Regions from separate parts of the Sus scrofa genome. Here region 2 is linked to region 1. The links are chromatin contacts, called in public HiChIP or PLAC-seq maps. All regions are on one chromosome and are shown on one strand. Each heading gives the region's core, a stretch centred on a gene start, on an enhancer-like site or on the middle of the called end of the contact. The rest is flanking DNA. Distances are from core to core; before and after follow the strand shown. Region 1 overlaps ITPR1 (inositol 1,4,5-trisphosphate receptor type 1). Region 2 has its middle 15 kb from the start of BHLHE40.

Region 1 (2,700 bases), core at 78-2,577:
CCAGATGTGAATGTCACAGAGGGTTTCAGAGGCTCAGGGTCCAAGCTTGTGACCAAGGTTTAATGCCCCGATACCAGGCACCTTCTAATGAGAAAGTACTCTCAACCATCCAGTTAGCTCTGCTGGAAGGCTTCCAAAGGGAAAGTCCCTCCAGTTACTCAGAGGGAGAAAAAAAAAGTTACTTTCTTGGTCTGGAATCTGGGGATGTTTTATGCAGATGTCTCTAACTGAAGTTCCTAAGGGGAAGTCAGCTCACCTTTGATTATTCAAACAGGCTACTGCTATTAAGAATTGCACAACTCTTGGGCAAGGCAGGGGTGGGTTTTGGCTTTTTTTTCCCTGTCCTCATGGGAACTACTTATTCTTTTCTAAGAACACTTCATTATAAATCTCCCTACTCACGTCTTCAAAATGCTCCTGCTCTGGTGGGAAGGTGGCCAACAAGGTAAGGCCATCAGAGCAGCCAGGGAGTAGGTGGGTGCCCCCGAGGCTGCCACAGGATGTTCCCTGCTGAGAAATGGATGCAGCAGCCACTATTTTTTTTTTTTTTTTTTTTGATGTAGGCTGGGTAACCCCAGCCTACAACCTTTAGGTAACAAAAGCTGCCCAAGCTCCAGGAATGATCACTGTGGGACCAACACACTCTCTTGCTTTCCTGCGGTTCTATTATGTGCAAGCTGAGATAAGACATATCACCCTACCTAGGGCAACAGCACAAAGGAGGAATCTGGAAACACAAACAGCCTCCCCCTCTGCAGCAGAGCGACTGACTGTCCAGCTGGCAATGGAATCCCCCTGATTCGGGGGCAGTTTGATAGCCCAGAGAAAGCATCCCTGGGGTGAACTTAGAGACTTATAGAACAAGTCCCTGTAGTAGAGGGGCTGGTAATACAGAAATGTCTTAAGAAGAGAAATAGAGGAGGGTGCAGGACAAAGACACCTCAGTCCAAACCATTCTGATGTCCTAGAACTACACAGTGGGGAGCTCTTGTGGGGGAAATATTTCATTTTTGGAGACAGCTCCAAGAATCCTGAACTAGGTGTGAGAAACTAGGAAGCTTATCGATTAGGGGAGAGAAAGAAAAGAAAGGAAAAGAAAAGGAAAGGAAAGAAAAGAAGGGGGGAGAGGAAGAAGCCAGGGAAGGGGGAAGGAGATGGCTGTGAGACAGAGGAATTAAAGAACACCATGGCAACAAGTCCGTCCACCTACCCCGGCCGCCCACCCACAGCCAGATTCTTTGCTGACGCACTTGAGAACAAGCTGGTTCCTACCCGCTCAGGAAGGTGAGCAAACCCAGAGAGCTCATTAAATCCCTTCTCAGCGACTCTTGTCTGCCTGCAGATAGTGAGCAAGGAGGATATAAATAGAAGTTATATAACATCTCTTTGTTGATTCCTGTGCTTACCAAAAAAAAATGCAGCATGACCTTGTTTTTTTTCTGAAGCATTTTCCTCGGCCTGCGGGTTGCGGACTTTAAAGCCAGTTAGGGGATCATCTTAAACAGCGGGATGTAGGATTCCACATTAAGGGTACTCATGACAACTGTCCAAGTTCTGAAACCTTGGGATCAAGTCCTCCTCAAGTATATACCAAAAAAAAAAAAAAAAAATACACCGGCCATAAAATAAAACCTTAAGGAATCTCGTGGCTTCCTCTTAGGGCACTGCCTGGTGATGCCAGGAGTCATGTTAACACCCAAGAGCAAAGAACCCTGAAACCAAATAAATGGCTTGGGTTTTCTAGAGGAGGTGTTGAGCACTTAAAATACATACATTTGAAGCTAACTGATGGTTTCTAAATACCTCCAGGTAAACTCAGTTGTCTTTTTCTTTCTTAGTGGACAAGACACAAAGAAGCCAGTGGATTGCAAAGGCCGACAGGTGGGAAGTGAAGAGGGAAACACCAGTAGAGTGCCCCCATCTACCCAACCTGGCCAGACGCAGCAGTGCTGCCATGGCTTCTGGAGTGACTCCAGCTTTGGCATGTTCAGCAGGAGGTAGTCTTAAAAGAGTGCTTGTAGGATGGGGGGCTGCCAAGCCCCATTACTCTACTCCCATATCTTGTCTAACCTATGGATGCCACAAAACTCCTTAAAAAAAAAAAAAAAAAAAAAAAACCCTGTTACCATGGGAACTTTTCCCTCTTGAGCATTTTTCAAGAAATGTTACAGGTGCAGGAGAATTCAATGTCCTTGGTCTCAGTAAGGTTTTTCTGAGTCTCTGAATGTGTAGCTTCAATGGAAAGGACTTTCAGAGGCAAGGGTTTCCAATGCAAACATCTTTCCAGGGATGAGGTTAATCACACAGGGGATGGGTGGGTGGGGTGCTAAAATAGCGCAAGCCCCCACAGGGCGTGCAAACTCTCTTGCTCCAGTGCTTTCAGTGCATCCTGCCAGCTCAACAGAAGACCCCTGAAGGATATCAGCAGAGCAGAGGGTCACTCCAGTAAAAGATGCTGTGGCTGTCATAACAGCCATGGGAAGGTCGACAACACAAAAATGCACATCTATCCAGGCAGAACAAGAGCCACCATCTCCCGCTGAACCCCTCGTCCTAGGTCAGCCACCAAAGCACGTCAGCCCATCTCTCAACTGAGCCCCATTCTCCTCTTCTCAGTTCCTTGGAGGAAAACAGAATCTAACTTCTATAATACCAACAGCGTGGATCTGACAGGAACCAATACATCCTCATGTCCCAACG
Region 2 (2,792 bases), core at 88-2,587, 230 kb before region 1:
CTTCCAGAGCTGCCCCCAGCTTTGATGATCTGCTGACAATCTTTGATTACTAGGCCTATAGATATATCAATCTGATCTCTGCCTTTATCTTCACATGGCATCCTCCCTGTGTCTGTTCTGACTCTGTGTCCAAATGCCCCCCCCCCCTTTTGGCTGCACCCATGGCATACAGAAGTTCCCCAGCCAGGGATTGAACCTGTGCCATAGCAGCCACCCAGGCCACCCAGGATCTGCAGTGACAATGCCAGATCCTCAACCCACTGTGCCACAAGAGAACCCCCAATTGTCCCTTTTTCGTAAGGATACCAGTTACATTGGATGAAGGCCCACCCTCATCACTTTACGTTAACTTGATTCACTCTGTGAAGACCCTTCTTTCCAAATGAGGTCATGTTTTGAGGGGTTGGGATGTTAGAACCCCAACATTTCTTTGTGGGGGACACAATCCAACCCACAACAAACACCATCTTTCACCCCTTTTCCCACCCTAACCAGGCATCCTCTTTATCTATCCCATCTCAGGCCAGCCTTCTCTGAACACTCCGGACAGCACCTAGCCCTGCTGTCTGCCCTCTTGTACTCTTCTTCTTATTTGTTTTGGATGGTTGGTATCTGCTTGTGTAATGATCTGGCCAGTCCCGGGGTCCCCATCAGCTGCTCCCCTTCACGAGGACAGAAGCATGACTGTTCTGTAGCCCACCTTAGCCCCACAGCCTGGTATTTGGACTGTCAGTAAAGGGTATCGGTAAATGCCCAAGGCCGGAATGAATGAGCAATGAAGATATTAACCCTTACTAATTACAAAAGCGAAGAGGAGCTGCAAAGCAAGGGCCTCCAGGCAGAGAGAGTAGTGTTTCCTCCAGAGAGAAAGAATGTGCTCTGGAATCCACCCAGGGCCACCCCACCCCCCCACCCCCACCCTCACACCCTCCCGGATCCTTGACTAATGGTCACAGCTTGTCCCTCCCACCCAGTCACACTGGGAGAAATCCGCTCAGCATAGCTGTGCAGGGAAGGCCTCAGGAACCTCAGGGAAGCTGGAGGTGAGTCAGAAGGGCCAGTAAAGTGAACAGCTCTGAAACCTGACCCCTTGCATGAAGCAGGGGTGGTGGGTTCGCAGAAGGTGATGGGGCTTGCTTTAATAGTCAAGGAGCCTGAAGGAGCATCAGCTTTCAGAAAAGTGCTCTAGGTGATAAGGGGTCAAATGTGTCCTAAGCTCCAAGTATCGAGAGTTACTGTCCCATCACGGCCCGCGAAGGTGACAGAGTGGCCTGTGTCAGGTACATCCCTCCCCCAGTGGCCATTGTGGGCTTGCCTGTGTAGGTAGGAGATGCAGCTTTTATCCCTATGGGCTCCACTCTCCCTTGCCTGTGTGGGGAGGCCAGGTGGATGTGTCCAAGAGGCCTTCATCTGGCTCCAGTGAAGCAGCCTGACCAACCTACCCACAAAGGAATTCCAGCTCCTTCTTCCCAGGACCCCTCGGGTACACCTCATAGGCAGTTAAATCCCAAGGGGAAAAAAATAAAGCCCAGGGTGAGGGCCGAGCTGGAAAAAGTGACATGCAGGCCAGTCACCATATTTTTCCCCAGTGAAAGGCTGACTCATTGCAACAGGCCTGGGCTGGCTCAGACTCGAGCTGGTGGCTTGGAACATGCTTGGACAGTGAGTGCCTTGTCTGAAAGGCTGGCCCGTGAGAAGGTCAGGGGAGCTGAGACTGTGGCCCTAGGAAGCCCCCACACACAGCCTGGGGAGCCCAAGGGAAGCAAGGGGCAGGGGGGATCCCTTTCTTCCCTCCCCTCAGACTCTTGGGGGCCCTGGCATCACACGATCACCCCAAGAACTCAAGGGAATTAAGCCCATATGTCCTGAGCCTTGTTATGATGCTTCCTCCCCATAGAAGCCATATGAAATAACACCTAATTTAAATGTAGAGAAGACCATTAAGGTCTTGGTTTTCTCTGTAAGGTTATCTCAAAGCTTTTCTTTGAAATGTCAAAGTGAAATTATTTCCCAGGATTGAGGGGAAACGGAAGCAAATGGAGGCTGCCTTCCTAGTGCACTCAGCAGTCAGTGTTCAGTCTTCCCCACGGGCGATTCAGCACCACGCAAAGTGCAGAGTTCGACTCTGATGAGCTCCTCAGACTCTCTTTCCTCATGCTTTTGTCCATGTTGACATAAAGGGCTCTTTGGTAAGGACTTTAGAATCATATGTTGGTTTAAAGCCTTGGCTATGCCATCTGCTTGCTGTATGACCTTGAGCAAATCACTTGATGTCAGGGGACTGAATTTCTCTACATGTCAAATGGAAAGTACACAAGATAGGGAGTTCCCGTCATGGTGCAGCGAAAATGAATCCATCTAGGAACCATGAGTTTGCAGGTTGGATCCCTGGCATTGCTCAGTGGGTTAAAAATCTGGCGTTGCCGTGAGCTGTGGTGTAGGTTGCAGATGCAGCTCAGATCTGGCCTTGCTGAGGTTCTGGCAAAGGCTGGCAGCTGTAGCTCTGATTAGAGCCTTAGCCTGGGAACCTCCATATGCCACGTCCCTAAAAAAAAAGAGAAAGTACACAAGATAAATGTATGCATAGTGCCTCATACAGCACTTCGCATAGAGTCTAGTTTATATACTACATCTCTTCTGGTGTCTCCCTTTATGCCCTGCAAACCTTCTTTTGAGGAAAAAATGCTGTCAACCATTTACCTTTAGTGTGAATAAGCTCCTGTAAATGTCATTCCTTCTGTTCTTTCACTTATTCAGCAAATGCTTGTGTACCTGCCAGGTGCCTAATTTGA

What was found. HiChIP or PLAC-seq counts read pairs in DNA pulled down with a chosen protein or histone mark.
Region 2: an H3K27ac HiChIP or PLAC-seq map of skeletal muscle shows a contact between it and region 1. The contact joins two enhancer-like sites. A contact is called at or near these places in 5 of 47 Hi-C or Micro-C datasets (fibroblasts, liver, omental adipose tissue and 1 more) and 2 of 2 datasets of contacts at active chromatin or transcription factors (alveolar macrophages and skeletal muscle).

What each region holds. Positions count from the first base shown.
Region 1 is chr13:61,309,593-61,312,292 of Sscrofa11.1, reverse strand. All of the region lies in intron 41 of ITPR1 (inositol 1,4,5-trisphosphate receptor type 1), which reads right to left. Among named protein-coding and RNA genes, the nearest start is that of BHLHE40, 220 kb to the left of the region's middle. Within about 2 kb of position 1,327, at least 21 of the 83 cell types and tissues checked have an H3K27ac peak or open chromatin away from gene starts, as enhancers often do. A contact at or near this core is called in omental adipose tissue and skeletal muscle, where this site is marked.
Region 2 is chr13:61,542,041-61,544,832 of Sscrofa11.1, reverse strand. No RefSeq gene overlaps it. Among named protein-coding and RNA genes, the nearest start is that of BHLHE40, 15 kb to the right of the region's middle. Within about 2 kb of position 1,337, at least 18 of the 83 cell types and tissues checked have an H3K27ac peak or open chromatin away from gene starts, as enhancers often do. A contact at or near this core is called in omental adipose tissue and skeletal muscle, where this site is marked.